2 separate regions of the Anser cygnoides genome follow, and region 2 is linked to region 1. The links are chromatin contacts, called in public Hi-C maps. All regions are on one chromosome and are shown on one strand. The core of a region is the stretch at or near the end of the contact, and the rest is flanking DNA. Distances in the headings are between cores, read along the strand shown. Region 1 holds the start of TUT7 (terminal uridylyl transferase 7). Region 2 holds the start of AGTPBP1 (ATP/GTP binding carboxypeptidase 1).

What was found. A called contact is a pair of places that touch in the nucleus more often than the background predicts.
Region 2: a Hi-C map of liver shows a contact between it and region 1, with 6 times the contacts expected there. The contact joins the promoter of AGTPBP1 here to the promoter of TUT7 in region 1. A contact is called at or near these places in 2 of 7 Hi-C or Micro-C datasets (both in liver).

The regions. Positions count from the first base shown.
Region 1 is chrZ:42,229,628-42,232,430 of Taihu_goose_T2T_genome, reverse strand. TUT7 (terminal uridylyl transferase 7) reads right to left here and starts at 1,405. Exons shown (of 29, transcript XM_048080525.2): 1 at 1,254-1,405.
Region 2 is chrZ:42,360,412-42,363,214 of Taihu_goose_T2T_genome, reverse strand. It overlaps AGTPBP1 (ATP/GTP binding carboxypeptidase 1), which reads right to left and starts at 1,363. Exons shown (of 28, transcript XM_066988424.1): 1 at 1,229-1,363; 2 at 135-275. The coding sequence starts at 167. It overlaps NAA35 (N-alpha-acetyltransferase 35, NatC auxiliary subunit), which reads left to right and starts at 1,183. Exons shown (of 23, transcript XM_066988429.1): 1 at 1,183-1,292; 2 at 1,868-2,001. The coding sequence starts at 1,878.

The DNA of each region.
Region 1 (2,803 bases), core at 156-2,655:
GGATGAAAATTGTGATCAGAGGTGTTGCTTAACTCCTGCTACCTGCCTGCGAGGCAAAGATCACATGATGATTAAGAGCCAATCCTGCACTGCCCAATGCACTTTGCACTTTTTAGCTAGCTGGCCATTCAGAGATTTCACGTTACTGGGTACTAAGTATACTTATTTCATAGTAATGTGGTATTATCTAAAAAAATAACCTGCGTTACCAGTTAGCTCTCCAGACTTGGTCATGTCTGCATTCTTACTGTAAAATACTTACAGAGAGCTGCAACTCAAGCAATAGTTTAAATAGTTTTAGTTTTTAAATAGTCAATAGTTTAAACCTGCATGGGCTGTGAAAGTGGGCACTACCTGGAAGAGATCAGTCAAACACACGAAGCAGTGCTTACAACTACACTGAATATTCGGTTGTTTAACTACTGCCACATAGAACCAAACAAGAAAAAATTTCGAAAAAAGATATATGAGGTTAAGGTGCAGAGAAAGCTAGGGAAGCACTTAAGTAGGAAACATACTTCTGTTGTCTTTAATATGGAAGTATAGTGCTTGATGTTCTTGACTTTTTTTCTTTTTTTTTTAAATTCTGCAGGCCCCAAAGGCGCCCTCAGGCACATCAGTGTCTGCTTTCTACAGGCTTGAAGCTTTTAGAGTTTATATGGCTTGTACGCAGAAGAACTTTGCTCTCACATGTGTTGACAAAATAAGCTGTACACCTGTCCTAAGGGGGCTGAACTCACAGTCTGCTGTGCGTTATCAGGGAGATGCAGCCATTCTAGCCAGGAGCAAAAACGAAAAAGAAAAAAAAAAACAAACCACAAAGTCCAGCTCGCACAAAGCGAACTTGCTACCTGTTTCACGAAAGACACGTCCGCCGAACCTGTGCTCCGGTGACCTACGAACGGCTCACCCCGGAGTCATCCCGGGGTGCAAACCCACGCCCAGGCAGCAGGCCGGCGACGAGGCACGCCCGGCGCCGCCAGGAGCCGCGTCCCCGAGGGGGGCAGCGGGGAGGAAGGCGGCCGGGCCGGTTACCGGCGGGGGGTCACCACCACCGCCACCACCGCCACCACCACCTCCACCTCCTCCTCCTCCTCCTCCCTCCGCCCCCGGCACCGGCGCGGGGCGCAGCCGGCCCGACCCGGAGCGGCTCAACGGCCGCAACCCGGCAGCCCGCGGCGGAGGGGCCCCGTCCCGTCCCGTCCCGTTCCGTCCCCGGTCAGCGCCCACGGAGAGAAGCGAAGCGCACTCACCCGCCGCCGGCCAGCCCGACCCCTACGGCCGGCCCGCCATTACGTCGCGGCGGAAGAGCCGCCGGTCCCTCACCGCCGCCGTCCGCGCGGCCCTTCCGGCAGCACGGCCCCGCCTCCCGCCCAGCACGGGCACGGGGCCGGTGGCGGTGCCGGTCCCGCCGCCGGGGAGCGCTGCTCGCGGCCGTGCCGTGCCGTGTCGGGGCGGGGCGGGCTGTCCGCCATTACGGGGCCCGGCCGCTTGTCGCCGCCCTGAGCGGGGGGGGGTCGCGGTGCGGTGGTGGCTGAGCCGGGCTTGGTGTTGGTGAGGGGAGCAGGAATGGCATCGCCCGGCTCGTGTGAGCGCCCTGCTTACACGGTGGTTGTTCCTCCTTGGTTTATAGGTGTACAAGCTGGTGCCCGTGGAAGCTGGGCTGCATCGATTTTGAACGACACGCTTACTAAACGCGCGAGAGCTTCATTTGTAGGTTAAATTTAAATGTAACCCGCACAGCTCTCCAAAACATCTAGCAATGCAAACACTCCAGCACGCTCCTCTGCGGCTGTGACTAGAGCAGCTTGCTACCAGCTGCAGCACGGGGATCGCGGCTTTCAAATGTAGGTCACCAAACAGGCTCCAGATTGCAAACACACGGTGTCACAGCCCGCCTTGCCAGCTGGGAGCCCTGCTAATCTCAGAAGATTGTTTTTGCTGTGCCTTGGTCCTGGTAATAGAAGAGTAAATGCGTTGGCATGAACAATCACGGTGGCTATTGAAGAACAGCCACTGTGTACAGTGCTGTTCACACGTGTAGCGGGGGCATTTCCACACCACTGGGAACCAAATCCAATCCCATATAATCTGTATGCCTCATCAGACTAGCCACCCCGGCAAAAATATCTGACATGCAAAACAAATTACTCATGAAAAATAAAAACAAATTACAGGAAGTGGGGAAAAAAGCTGGTATGGTGCGGCTTTCCTACTGGTATCTAAATGGTTTACCTTAAAAAGGAGAAGAGAAATGGCAAGCAGTCCTTCTGCTTACACCTGGGATAGGTGGGGAAGAGGCCGTATACCTGCTTTCCTGTGGAAGAAAAACTGGCACTTGCTTTATATCACCGTCTCGCTGAATAAAGTGACTTGTTTGTTTTGTGCATATTGCTTGTGCTTGCTCAGACTCTTCATCTTACTGCTTCCTGCTGTTTCTGCATGCCCCCTTTATTCTCTAATAACTTAAGAGGATCTCTTCCTACTGCTGTTTTGCATCCATATTAAAGGAACAGAGATGCTCTTATCCCACCCTAGTAGTCCTCGTAATAATTCACCTTCCCGTTCCAATCCAGTTTTCCCTTGCAAAATATGTCCATACGTACACATTTTAAAGTAGTTTAATAGTAGAGTACTATCAAAATTAAGGATGGTAGCGTCCAAAAATATGACATTATAGCCTTATAGCTGTACAGCTCAGTGCTTTGCAACCCATTTCTGGTGCCAGCTACAGAACTTGGAAGTTATTTTTGTCTTCTACTATGGCCCCTTCAAAATAAGAAAATTCTTCCGGTGAGATACT
Region 2 (2,803 bases), core at 114-2,613, 130 kb before region 1:
ATCAATGCACTTTATTGTATCATATAAAGTGCTTTGATGTTCTTGAAACAAAACACCTCAGCTTACCGATTACTGCAGGGAACACATGTTCACTTTTTAAACTGCTATGGTCATTTCACACAAACGCAACCAACCTGCTCATCTTTGACTCCTGGTATTTTTGCCATGAGAAGTGCTTACAGCCAGTCATGACGCATCCACTGGTCTACTGAGAACTGGAATGAGATCGCCACAGTCACCTCACAAAAGCCAGGTCATAGTTCTTAGAGTTCAGCCTGCACACAAACATAAACAGGTATTCGGTAACAGAAGCATTGGCAACAAGCTTCCAACATGTGATATTTTCAGAAATGAATCAAGTACTGCAGGTTTTTATTTAATTTCATATCTATGAAACAATCTGTAACAATAATCTGAGTTATTTCTCCTGAAATTAAACACAGAATTTCCCCAGAAATTCAGCCCTCTTTCTACAGAGCAGAGTGCTAGTGCTGGTGGCATTTTCTCTGTTACAGAGAGGTAGATATAACCAGTTTGCATTCACAGATGTTTAGCCACCGTCATGTTCAGCAGCAATGACCTGCTCTTCGCAATCATAACCTTTATATCATTACAAGATAAGTATTACATAGATTTGTGTATTTTTTCCAGGAAGTAAGTATGACTACAGCGCAGCCATGAAGCACCCGGACATTTCCGCAGCCGTTGAACTAAAAGCAATTATTTCGGAGAAGAAGTCGGCGCTGTCATGGGCTTAACAGCTCACTCAGATTTCTCTCCTTTTGCCTCGCTGCAGGTGCAAGCACTCTGTGCTTGGAGGAGGCTGAACAGCAGGGCCAACGCGCAAAGACAGCTTTGGCATTCAAATCCCTGTATTTCTTCCTAGCATTGGAGGGAGGGGCAGCTTTGGTTAATCTTTTTGGTGAGCAAAGTGTATTAGCAGCTGGTGGTGCTTCCCACAAACACGGGGTTGTGCACTTTTTAAATTAATACCCCCCTTCCCTTCCCTTCCCTTCCCTTCCCTTCCCTTCCCTTCCCTTCCCTTCCCTTCCCTTCCCTTCCCTTCCCTTCCCTTCCCTTCCCTTCCCTTCCCTTCCCTTCCCTTCCCTTCCCTCCCCACCCGGGCCCTCCCCAGGCCGCCGCCGACCCCCCCCCGCCCATCAGCCGGTAGCGGCGGTGCGCGCACGCGCAGACGAGGGTGCGCAGAGGAGCAACGGCGCATGCGCACCGAGGCCGACTCCGATCTCCGTGTGTGGCGGCGGCGGCCGAGGGGCGCTCCTTGTGCGCGGCGGGTGAGGGCCGGGGGCCGCGGGGGGCGCCTCACGCTCCGCGGGGGGGCCCGGGGCGGGTGTCTGGGGGCAGGGGGGCGGTACCGGGCGAGGCGCGGCACCGGCGGTCCTGTGCGGGCGTCCCCCGGGCCCAGCGCGGCCGTTGCGGCGCCCGGCAGCGGGCGAGGCGCTGCCCCCAACGGCCGCCCCCAGCGGCTGCCCCCAGCGGCTGCCCCGGCGCCCCCGGCCCCGCCGCCCCTTCGGTGCCGGCGCCGCGGGTGCCTCCTGCCGCCGCGGAGGCCTCCGGCGGGGGGGCCGAGGCGGCACGTAGCGGGCCGCCGGCGAGGCTGCGGAAGGGGTTTTCCGTCATAGCCTATAAGCTAGTGGTAGGGAAGCTGTGGGTAACAACGCATCCTCTAGAAAAGAACTGTACGAGTAATTTTTTCAGTCTATTACGTAGTAGTAGCTGTTCGAATGAAACCAGATTCGTCTGTTTTCCCGTTTCCCCTGATATTGCAGGGAAAAAAAAAAACACATTCCATTGAAGCGTTTTCTGTAATTTGTGCGTAACGTGTCGTGTGTCCGATGTGGGTTTAAAGGTGCAGCACCATGGTTATGAAGGCTTCAGTCGAAGATGACGATTCGGGATGGGAGCTCGGTATGCCTGACAAGATGGAAAAGAGTAATACAAGCTGGATAGATATAACCCAGGACTTTGAAGAAGCCTGTAGAGGTGAGTTTTAAACTTAAACCCTTGGAGAACTGAGAATAATTTTTTGGTTTAGTAGTTTGACCCGCGTTCAAGATCCAGATGAGTGGACCACACTGATGCTATGGTTCCCTGTGTTTGATTTACTGCAAGGCTAGAAATATCAGAAGAACCTTGCCTAGCTTCTTTCAGATTACATAAATATCTTCTCTAGTCATGTTTTTTCTGTTGTTATCGTATGCATTTTTGCATCTGATTTTTTTTTCTTTGCAAAGAGTTTTTCCTGTCTCATGCTAAGTGGAAAGCCCTCTCATCCATGCAGAATCAACATTTTTTTCTGTACATTTTTGAATCTGCAGCATCTGATGATTTTTTTTTCATTTAATTGGTCAGTGCTTCATTTTTCATCTTTGAAATAAGGGTGACTTTCAGAGGAGATGCAATACGTCCCACTCGCAGGGAAACAATTGGTTTCATTTAAATGACCACCTTTATGGTTATTAGCTATTAGTTTACTATGACAGCAAGTTTTTTTAATTGATTTTATGATGACATTAAGGAAAAAATGTAAAACTTCAGCTTACCACACAACGAAGTTACACAACGATAGACACAATTTCCTTATACTTTGAAATAATTCCCTTTTATTGGTGATCTGTACTTCGTTTGCTTATCGAACACATCTAAAGGCTTTGTTAAAAATAATGAGAAAAAGTAAGCATTTCCGTAAATACCTTCTCTGGAAAAATTAGACATCTTCATAAAGGAGCACGGAAAAGTGATGTCCCGTGTTTCAGGCTATTCAAATGCTACTGTTGGGTAATTT